2 separate regions of the Athene noctua genome follow, and region 2 is linked to region 1. Evidence: chromatin contacts called from public Hi-C data. All regions are on one chromosome and are shown on one strand. Each heading gives the region's core, a stretch centred on a gene start, on an enhancer-like site or on the middle of the called end of the contact. The rest is flanking DNA. Distances are from core to core; before and after follow the strand shown. Region 1 holds the start of ANKRD60 (ankyrin repeat domain 60). Region 2 holds the start of STX16 (syntaxin 16).

Region 1 (5,670 bases), core at 1,158-3,657:
CACCTTTTTGAGGAGATCTTATGCCAATACACCTTTCGTTTCAAATGAGACCATTTGTCTCTGTGGCACATCCTTCTGTTTCCTGCTCTACACGGAGTAGGAAGAATCTTTAATGTACAGGAAACTCAAAACATGGGGGAAAAACAAACCAAACCATTTGCCCAACAGCAAAACACAAGCCATTTGTGGCATGAAACAGAACAGCTGCTTGCCAATGGACCACAGCACTACCCAAGAGTTAGCGAAAGGAGGTGAAGAACCCCGCGATATCCATTGTAGTGGTTGGGGAAACAAGAGTAATAGAATGTGATTAGCCCACTTGTAATTTGGTCAGGGCAAGGGAGATGATGGTTCTTTATGAAAGGTGCCAAAGAATATTGCCTGAAGACATCTGTTCAGGCCTGGAGGTTTACAGGACAAATCAGGTAGAGTACCTTGTACTTCTGCTGAGACAGTTCAGTCCTAAAACCAGAAAGCAGCATGCCCTCTACCAAAGCACCACTGAAACTGTTTGTTCTATAAAAGACCCAAAGATTTCTTACTAATCAGACTTGACAGGATTGCAAACTCAAGAGAGTCTGTAAGCTAGCACCAGATAAAGTGGATGAGACAGGGAATGCCTTCCGATTCTGGATTTTGGTAGTTGTGTATCGAGTCCCATTCTTACTCTGGAGTCAGTATGGCCAGAGGAGGATGGACTGTGAAACAGCTTCTGCCTCTGATCCACATAACAGACAAATCACTCAGCCTCACCAGAATACCCAAGAACAGGTAATCCCAATCTTCTAATGATGTTTTAAAATAATCCAGAAAGAGGCCTTGTTTACATACTGTGTATTATTTCTCCTACTGATATGTAAAACACGGGGATTAAGTATCTTTTGTTGAGAACACATCAGAAGAGTAAAGTGACAGACAGTTGAATAAGAAATGCAAACGTTTTTTGGCCATCAGGATAAGTAAGAACAAGGAAAATAATCTGAAAGTATTCTCACCTCACTGCTACAAGAAGTTACAAGTCAACGAAAAGTACTTGCACTGCAAGGGGATGTGCTGCTTACTAGTAACAGCAAAAAAGACCGACTCCCTGGTTTTGGATTACCAGCCCTCTCAAAATTACCCTTTCATTGTGAACTGTTGCCACTACAACTAACCTACTTAATTTCTATGGTAAGTCTCTTCCATTAGCTTCTCCACAGTTTGCTCTATCACGTCTTGCTTTGTAAGAGTACTCAGACCTTCAGCAATAGGCTTTTAGCTTTTCCACATCCAGTACCCCCCGTAGTCACAGTCTCTCCTTTTGCAGCAGCTGCCCCAAGGTGCCTCCAGCCATCTTGTCACCAGATGCACATTGTAATCCTTCTGCCGGGGACACTGTCATTGCCCTTAACCACAGACTTGTCCGGTAGAGCTACTGTAGGGAGTTAGGAAAGAAAAGCAAGTCAACTTCTCCTCATAGAGCACAACCACCAGCTTAAAGACAAGTTAGTGGTGACTGAATTCTCTTAGCCGTGCTGTTGTGCTCTGATTTTACTCTCATAATGCACCAAGGTCACCTCGGGTCCCGTTCCGCTAAAGCTGTGAACACACAGGCACACCCCCAGCCCAGAGAAAGCCACAACATAGTGCACTTGGGGCAATATGGTTGTAACCCACAGAGCTGCAGTTAACACATGAAATGCTAAGGCCATAGGAGAAACATTTAACTGTATCCATACATACATGGTGTCTTTATTCTAAAAAGAAAGCACCAAGTTTGTTTGATCTGCGAAAGCAAATAATAAGTTATTTCGTTTTAAATAGGTTTAAAGAAGTGTCAAAGGCGCTCTCTGATTGTTGCCTGCAAAGTCAAGTACCTCACCACCACCCACTCCACTGATGCAGTGGGAAAAAACACTGCTCCACACAATAACTGTGGAGAGGTCAGCCAGAGCCTTGCTAGAGCTGTTACAGGCTGAGGTGAACCAGCCAGGCACAGGTACGGGCTGTTGACAAGGCTAAGCAGGAATTTAAGAGGTCAGCATTTGCTAAACCTAAAGAGACCCTGTTGAGCAGGCCATTACCTGTAAGGAGTAGTAAGCAAAGTTAAGCATTAAGTCAAGAGCTGAATTCCAAGTGCTGTACAGCAAAAAAAGAGGAAACCAGAACCCTGACCTTCATCCAGGACCTAAATGTAGCTATAACTAGCAGATATACTCCAAGAGTCACAGAGGTTACAGGTTCTCACCTTCATCCAGGTACTGAAGCCACTGGAAATGAAGGGGGATCCCAGTCAACAATTCTAAATGGGACTTCAGCTTCTACACAGTCAAGTAATTCTGGCATTGAGGCAGTGAAAAGATCTCCTTAGTTTCAGGTAGGTGGAGCTGGACAGTGAAGGTCCATGGGGGCGAGGACAGCATGGTCATGAAGTGGTTCCTGACCAGGAAAAGATCGTGAGACTTGCCTCTTCAAAAAAGCTTGTGATCTTGATAAAGGCAGGGGTCTACATCTGGTAGTAATTCCTCCCTCCCCCATTGATTCCCCTCATATCGCCAAAGCCCTCCAAGCATAGATCCCCACATGCAGATGTGTGCATAAGCACATCACAGCATCCGAGCAGCATAAAATACCACCACAGAACTGGGCTGCACATGTGATAGAACAACCTATAGGAACTTAGAGTGCACCAGAGGGGTTAAAGGCTTTTATTCCTGCCCATCACTGGATTTTCACTAGGATGACAATCTTACTCAGAGAAACAAATTAGTAACTCAGGTAAATACCCAAAGTTGCCTGTGTTTTATGTTCTTGGTTCCATCTAGATCTCAATCTACATGTTTAGTCTAATGCACAATAAAAAGATCATACAGCTGTTTGTTTTCAGTTTACTACATAAGGGTCTTGTGCCCTAACCCAAAGCATGTGGGCAGGCTTTACCAGGGGCTGCAGGGACTCTCCTCACTTTTGCAGCAGCTAAAATCCTGCAGAGAAGAGAGTGTGGAGGTCAGATATTCTTTTGCAGCAGCTGACAGAGGTTGCAGAGCACAGGATGGAACAGCCAGCAAGTGTCTGAAACAGCCCGAAGGGTGACTGCAGTGGTACAAGGTAGAGAAGACTCTTGAATTAGAAGCAAAATCCACCAGCCAGGTGTTGATTATGGATTTCCCTTCCCCCAGGGCCTAACAAGTACACAAAGTCTGTTAATGTAGGATGTCTGAGAGCAACACCACACAGTCCAGAACGTCCCTCCAGGCTCAAGTTTGGAGAGGGAAGAATTCAAGATCAAGATCTGAATGTCAGTCTCACCCCGCACACACAAGTTCTCTTCATTTAAAATGTATCTGTAAGATTTTCAGTTCGGACAGTGATTTTAGTTCCAAAGCACTTTCAGCATGCTCACTTCAAGAAAAAGTGAAAGATGGGTTACTTCAAATCTCTGGACATTTAACAGATCTTTTACTACGCAGTATGACGAATTCCACTCACAACCTCAGTTGGACAGATGACAGCATTTCCACCAGGGAGACGTTTCTTTAACCAAAGAAACACACTCACATCCCACCTAGGACAAAACTCACATTACCACAAGTTGGTTTATAAAACAGTCACAGGATTTATTGAGATAAATACAAATAGAAAGTTACATAGATTCTCTATTCTGACAAATGACACTTCCAGAGTGTCCCCACTTACTCAAGCTCCAAACACCACTGTGCACAGACACAGCTGCCACCGGGCAGCACCCTGCCCCGTGCCAAGCCTGTCTGGTGCTGAGATTCCAACCAGCCTCAGCTCTAAGCCACATGACTAACATGCTTTGGATTACAAGTGCTTGATCATTTCCTATAGCATCCAAGCAATATTGCACCCACTAACGTTATTTTCATGTTCCTTAGCTCAAAATGTTTAAAAGTGATGTTCTTGCTGCTGTTATGGATCAACTACCTAACTTTGCTCCATCTGGCTTTTAAAATACATATATTTGCATAATTTAAACCACCCAGAGAATTGTATGTGAACACACCGCTTTACTCATCATTGCATACATTTGTCTAGTACAAGACGTAAAGTGCGGTCTTTAGTTATGCTGAAGTCATTTCTAGTTTAAAACGAAACGAAAAAGACAAACCTTGTGGAGGGTAAGTCTGTTTAATAGACCTGCACATTGTCTACAAAAATCCCACCCCAAAACTATGATGTCCCCCATTAATGCATGCAACTCTAGAGTTTTAAAAAAAGTTTTTAAATGCTCTACTGAAATCATAAATTAAAGCAGACATGATTTCTGGAGCCAGAGAGGTACCAAAATATTGTTAAAAACAAAGAACTTTGTTTAGCCTTTTAGTGAACTTCTATAGCTGGTGACTTACCGTTTATATATATTCTAATTAAAAACTTAGTGAACACTTGCCAAACATGCTAAAACATATAGAAGTTTGCGTTCTCCAGTGGATTATTGCAAGTAAAGGTAACTATTTAAGATTATCTGACAAACAGAAACTTGGGTTGGGTTAATGTTCAGAGTATTTAATTTATATACAGTACATTTCAAACATACTTACATATACACACACTTAAAATTTGTTCAGTGCTGAGAAATTTAATGAACTGATAATAAAAAACAGAAGTAAAACCTTGTCAAAGGCCTTAGAAAATCTGAACTGTTAGAAAATACCAGTATAATGCCAGCATTAGAAAAAGACATTAGAACTAGAAAAAATTAACTTCAGGGGTCTTTGTTAAGAAATTGCAATCATAAAAAGTCTGTACTGAAGTAGTATTTGTTTTAAATTATAAAAAAATTGTAAAAAATTAAATGTAGAATGTTGCAGAATTTACAGAGTTTATACTGTTTGCTGTAACAGCCGTGGTATAATTCTGCCTGCAACTTCCAAAAACACATTTTGTGATCTCACAAGAAAACAATTTGTTACAAATACTGTACATATTATAATACAAGACTAAACTTAAACAAAACTGAGCCCTCCAAAAATACAGAACCCAGCTGAGGAACCTACTTGCTGTATTGCAGACAAGCCAGATTTAAAACAAAAAAAGAAAAAGAAAATAGTAATTTCTGTAAAAACCTTCACCCATGTGAACTACTTACTAGTGTAACAGTGAAATAAGGGGAAATATTTACATAGGTCTATATATGATTAAGTATTTTGTTCACAGAGAGAAAGTAACAGTTATTACATGAAACATTTCTTTAGTATTTAAACTTTAGTTTTTGAACAGGAAAAAATTCCAATCCACAATAAAAAAAAGACTTTTTTTTCCCCAGGCTGCATGTTATCTGCGGATTTGGAACACAACAGAACAAAAAGTGTTAGCTTTATAATTTTTCCAATGTCAGAAGCTATCTGATTTTATTAACAGAAATTTGTTCTACCTGTATGTTCTTTCTTTCTTCTATAAGACCTGTTTAAATACACAGGAGGCATCCTACTTAAGCACCTCAGTAACCTTGATTTGTTGTTTACTCCAACCATTACCATACAATCAACAGAAGTTAGAGCAAACTGCACCACCACCTTTCCCTAAACATCTGTTATTTGGGGTTTTTCAGACTTTAGAGGTCCTTTGTTTCTTAGGAACAGAATAGCAGGTTGCTTGGGATTTTAACACTGGACAGTCAAAAGGTGTTTAAATAATGTGTGTATGTAAAACAAATAAAAACTTATG
Region 2 (5,670 bases), core at 2,190-4,689, 200 kb after region 1:
AATGACAGAGCTAACTCGGTCACTTTGCTCATTTTTTTTTTTTCCTTAGAAACTTTCCTGCAGAAGACCTTTTCTGGCAGCCAAGTGTCCCAGATACGAAAGGATGGTGGGATTTTCCAGGGCAAAATGCACTTAATGGTCCATTAATCCTACCTTTGGCACAAGCCGATTGTTCAGGCTTCAAAAGACTGCAATATTTCACCTCCTCCATGTATCTACTCAATTACACAAGATAAAATGTCATGGAGATCGACCTTCATCTGATCACTGAAGCATAAGGTCTATTTGCCCTTAACTTAGTCTGGGTAGCTCAACAGTGGTAGTAAAGGGACTGGACTGTAAGAAAAGAGTTTGCAAGCATAGTTTAAAAGCTGGCTTTTGAGATACGGCTCTGATTATCTTCCCATTAAATAAAAAAAAAAAAAAAAAAAAAAAAAGCTTAGCTATTCACCTCAAAATAGAATGTTCTTCTCAAATATGGAGTATTGTTGTCTTCCTCCAGAAGGCTGATCCAAATGCCACAGTAGTAACTGGAAAGTTCCCACCATTTTGGATCAGGCTCTGGCTGTGGGAGGCGGTGGGTGCAGGAATGTGCAAGTGCAGGCAGCATTGCTATCTCATTGCTCATTAAGAACAGCAGAAAAGAACAGACACTTAAAAAGCAGATAAAAGGGCAAAGGAGTACACAGGCTTCAAGCCTATGGCAGTAAGCTTTACACCAGGAAGCAACAGCCCAAAATATTAAAAGTATATGCGTAGAAAGGTATATTTAGGGATGTGTGCTGTCTCAGGAAGGGAAAATACGATCCTTTTTTATGAATAGAGTGTTACCTTATAATGCGTTTGTTTGCCCTTGCTGTGTCTGTAGGAAAGATATACCAGGACCTCATTCCCCTGATGATTAAACATTTTCCTCTAATGTCCAGCCTACATTTATTCATTACCAGACAGAATAGATCTACTATCTTTTCTCTGTTTAGAAAATTAGTTACCTTACAAAGTCACCAGGTTAGTCTAGCACTATCCACTTTCAGTAAATGCATGTTGTATTTTAGCCCGTTTGTATCTGCCATCATGTCTGGTATTATTCTTTCCTGCTAAATTTATCTAAAAGTCTTGTATTTTATTTGGATCAGACTTCAATCATTTTTCCTCTTTTTAAATGCTGGAACAATTTTTCCTGCTTTCAAATTGTGTTGTGTTGCTCCTGCAGTGATGCTGTTACACAGCCAGATATAATCTTGATAGGTCAGTGCTGTTAGACATCTGGGTCAGAAATTAGAATATTTCAGTTGAAAGGGACCTATGATGATCATCTAGTCCAAATTATTGTTGCATTATGACCTTTATGATTTGTTCCGCTTGGATGAAATAATTTCTATCTCCATGCATTCATTTCCTCTATGTACATTTCCACTATATATTATGCATTCATTTGTGTCCTGCCTCCCCCTTTCATCACCCCTACCTCTTCTCTCCTTCATCTCCTTGTATGTACGCCCAAAGAACATTTTGTTACTTGTTTTAATTTCCTTTGCGAGGTCTAACTCGGCTTTACTTCTGGCACATTTCCCTTTATGCCTATACTTCCTAACTTCTAAGACATAGTTTTCTTTGATTAATCCTTTTTTCCATTCCTTCTACTCCCTTTGCTTATTCCTAATATCCACTTTGAAGTGGTTATTCACTGAGTTAGGTCTGGACCCCTTCCTTGCAGAGTTTTATCCCTCTGTGTACAAGTCCCAAATACTTTTTATAGCCTCTGCTTAAATTCCAAGCCTGCCCAACATTCAAACCTTTTTCAGCTGTCAAAAATCAGGAAGGAAAAGATGTTAATTGCTGCTGTGTACCAACTTCCAGCGCATTAAGGCTTCCCATTGGGTTCATGTTCACCATCCCACCGTGAGATATTCCAACTGGTTTTCCCTGTGCGCACATCTAGAGCTAAAAGATCACGGGGAAACTGCCGATGGCAGGAGAAATTCCTCTCAACCTACGCCCATAGCAGCATGCCAAGAGAACGCTAGAAGGTCATTAGCTGAAACTGTTCTCATAGAATAAAAAATTGTTACAGTAGATTAAAAATTAGCATGAAGAAATGAAGTACGTACATATATTTTTAAAGCCTCTGTCAGGCAGCCAAAATGAAAACAGATTTCACCAGACCACGAAATATGAAATGCGTGCGTTAGTCCTTGTATGACTGGAGCTTATTTCCTTGCTAAATTCCAAGTTTCAGGTCTCTCCCGCTGTGGCAGAAGGGCTGCTCAAGAAAACTCCCTATATGTCTTATAATAGCAAAGGAATCCTTTTTTCTATTTCTCACTGTACAAGTTTGCCCAGGCGGTTAGATAAAACGAGGTAACATTTCTAGAAAATGCGGTTGTGATCATAGTCACTGTTCCTACCATATGTGTAAATACTAGTTGTTTTGCTGGGAGGGGGGTTAAGAGTTTAAGCTGGGGAGTCTCCTGACAATCAGTGTGCAGCAGCTGTCCTGGCCGTGCCGGGCAGCCGTCACTTCTGTTTCCACAAGGGACATGTCGGACCCCCCTGGGGGCGCGGGCACAAGGTGCAGACCTGGCCAGGGGTGCGCAGGAGGGAGCCCAAACCCCACCTCATGTCCCATCAGCCCCATGCAGGGGAGAGCCAGGCCGGCCTGACAAAGCTGCAGGGGGAAAATAATTTCAGTCCGGCTTATTAAAAAGCCTCTTTCAGAAAGTTCAAACTCAATACTGTAATTTTAAAAGGCTTGTTCATTTTCAGGGAGCATCCTGATTTTTGAATAGTCAGAGCCAGCAAAAAGAGCTGTGCAAGGTTTTTGGGAAAACAGAAAACTCACTGAGAGGAAATTGGGGAGAACTTGGGGCGATTCAGATGAAGAAAATAAATGGGAAGAAAGAAGCTATCAAACCAAAATGGTCCTACTACAGTATTTTACTTTGAACCAGACTTGCGCCTTTTGAGGATGATTTGAGGATGCTTCACAGCAGTGAGAGGAGCACGTTAACTGACAAAGCTATGGAAATAGTAGGGCTTCTTTGTACGAAGCCACTTTGCCAAGTTTCCGAAGGCAGGGCCCCGGCCCAGCTGCCCACAAGGGAGCCCAGGGCCGGGTGTGCGGGCATGGAGGCTGCCGTGTCTCCTAGGCCCGCACCTGGCTCTCGTCATGGCAACCACCGTGAGGCCCGAACGTCCCCGTACCCCGCCGCTACGGCCAGAAGCGGCAGGAGTCTGGGGCCTGCCAGCCCTCAGCCGGTGTCGCTGCCCTTGGGGCTGGACGCGGCGTCTCGCTGCCGCCGGCCCCAGCAGGGCCGGAACGTTGGTGCGGCGGCCGGCGGGCCCGGGCGGAGCGGAGCGGGGCGGCGCGCGGGCCGGAAGGCGCTGAGCGATGCACAACGCGGAAGTGAGCGGGGCCGTTGCTGCGGCTGCAGTCGGATCCGGGGGGGGATGGATGGGGCCGGCGGCCGGGGGGGCCCGGCGCTGGGGGCCTCCGCCCGGGCCCTGTGAGCGGCCAGCGGGCGTCGCCGGGGGCGGCCGCCGTCTCTGCCCGTGGGCCCCGGGCTGAGCTAGGGCCGAGGGCCCGGCAGCGCGGCGCTGAGCGGCCCCGGGGCGAGGGGCCCCGGGGCGGTAGGCCATGGCCACCCGGCGTCTAACGGACGCGTTCTTGTTGTTGCGGAACAACGCGGTGCAGAGCCGGCAGCTGCTGGCCGAGCAAGTGAGTAGTTACGGCTCCTCCAGCCCTCTGAGTTCACGTAGCATGGCTGCTGCGGTGAGTCTCCTCCCTTCATCCTACTGTACCTTGCCGCGCCTGGGGCTGCCAGGCAGCCCTGCCCTGTGCCCCGCTCCTCCCGTCTGGCCCTCCAGCCTTCCCGACCCCCCTCCACCGCCCCGGCCCTCCCCGGCTCCCTGTCTGCGAGCCCTCTCCTCCACGTCCCACCGGCCTCTGTACTTTCCCCCTCTGTCCCTCCCTCCCCACCTTGTTGATCCTTCTTTCCTACTACTTCACGTAAAACGAATAGAAGAGATCTGTCCTTGTGCTGATCACATCTCTATTCACTTCATGAATAAAAAATACAGTTATTGTTCCAAAACTTCATGTTAGCACTGACATGAGGTTTTTTTGTCCACTGTGCTTTTTGGCCTCCTTTCCCCAAAGAAAAAATACGAGTTATTCCATAGAGCAGAACTCTTCTATTCACTTCAGTGTGGGCACTGTTAAATACATTAGTGTAGATTATTCCCATTGCTTGAATTTTTCCATAATTTGTTCTGGTGTCCATTGCCCTTGTATTTTTTCCCCCAAATGCAAATAATAATGTAAGTCTTCTGTGAAAGAGGGGAGTCAGTAGAATCTAGTGTAAATCCTCATCACAGAAACTTCAAAAGTGTCAGTTTATGTGGCTTTTTCTGTTGAGCTAGTCAGACTGTGGTGGACTGCTTGGCAGCTCAGCTCTATGGAGGTTTTTACACTTTCTGTTCAAACTTACCATTTATGTGTAGTAGGCACCAGTAAATATCTGGTGGCAGTCTCATCGTTCTAGATTGCTTTTTATCAATGCCTTTTAGTTGGGAAAAGGAGCACTTCGTGCTGCAAATTTTATTTTAACCAATGAATTGCTATTGAATGGTCTTTGTTCATTGTTAATTTTATTACACCCGTGTCTAACAAGCTATGTATTAAATTGCATTTGCAGAACAAGAAAATGTCAATAGTAACGTGTAGTATACATGTTTAATTTGGCACTGTATTTAGTTCTTGTTAACATGGTTTTTGCCAATATCAATATCACTTCTTCAGATCCTTGGATTTTTTAAAGTATCATAGAGAACAGCTAGTGATAGTTTAAGCTTGCATACAGACTACTGAGCAGTGAAACTGCACTTTTACTCAACAGTGAGTGCAATAACACTTAGCACTTGCATGAAATGTTTATTTACAGTGTTAACTAAAGCTGTTTTCTAGGATGCTCATTCAGTTGCAATTGAGGTTAAGAGTGACTGGAAATTGTCTTGTGCAGTGGATGAAGTTAGCATCTCAGTCCTGATCCTGGTGGACAGCTGAGAGTTACATAGTTACTACAAGAGTACTAATTAAGCAAGAAGTGTAAAGACGGTAGTGCTAGCTCTTCGCCTTTTATGTTTCTACGGTGCCTACAGCTAATTACCTTTTCTTTTGGGTGGTATCCCCAGAGCAGAGTTGCTGCATGCCGGCAGGACAGTGTTGCAAATTCTAGGTCATAGTACTTCGCCTTACCTCAGTTCACTCTCCAGGCTTCTCCTGAAGAAATCCTTTACTCTGAGAGCTCTCTCAAAAATTGCATTCTCATGTGGGCAGTCAACCACTCCTTAAATTCAGATAATCAAAGTAGCATTCTTAACAGTATAGTTCTATTTCAAAAGCTTGGTGTAGGATAAAAGAGATCATTAGTTGAAGCCTGCTGCTTTATTAAACCACAAGTATTTTGGTTTAGATCTGTTTGCTTTATTAATCTCTCAGTGAAATATCCTATTGCTCACACATACCCTCCACAGTACAAAGGCTGATGAATAGAGGAGGTGCCGATACTAGCCTTTTGTATTTTTCAGATACACGTAGGATTAATGTTACCTGAAACTAGAGCATAATTGACGTGTTTTCGCTTTTGCTTTTTGTCTTTTGCTGTCCAT

The links. A called contact is a pair of places that touch in the nucleus more often than the background predicts.
Region 2: a Hi-C map of heart shows a contact between it and region 1, with 3 times the contacts expected there. The contact joins the promoter of STX16 here to the promoter of ANKRD60 in region 1. A contact is called at or near these places in 2 of 2 Hi-C or Micro-C datasets (heart and liver).

Annotation. Positions count from the first base shown.
Region 1 is chr16:11,602,799-11,608,468 of bAthNoc1.hap1.1, forward strand. It overlaps ANKRD60 (ankyrin repeat domain 60), which reads right to left and starts at 2,408. Exons shown (of 5, transcript XM_074920607.1): 1 at 2,228-2,408; 2 at 1,277-1,414. The coding sequence starts at 2,408. LOC141967095 (serine/threonine-protein phosphatase 4 regulatory subunit 1-like) reads right to left here. Exons shown (of 19, transcript XM_074920472.1): 19 at 3,572-5,670.
Region 2 is chr16:11,798,683-11,804,352 of bAthNoc1.hap1.1, forward strand. STX16 (syntaxin 16) reads left to right here and starts at 3,440. Exons shown (of 9, transcript XM_074920398.1): 1 at 3,440-3,718. The coding sequence starts at 3,638.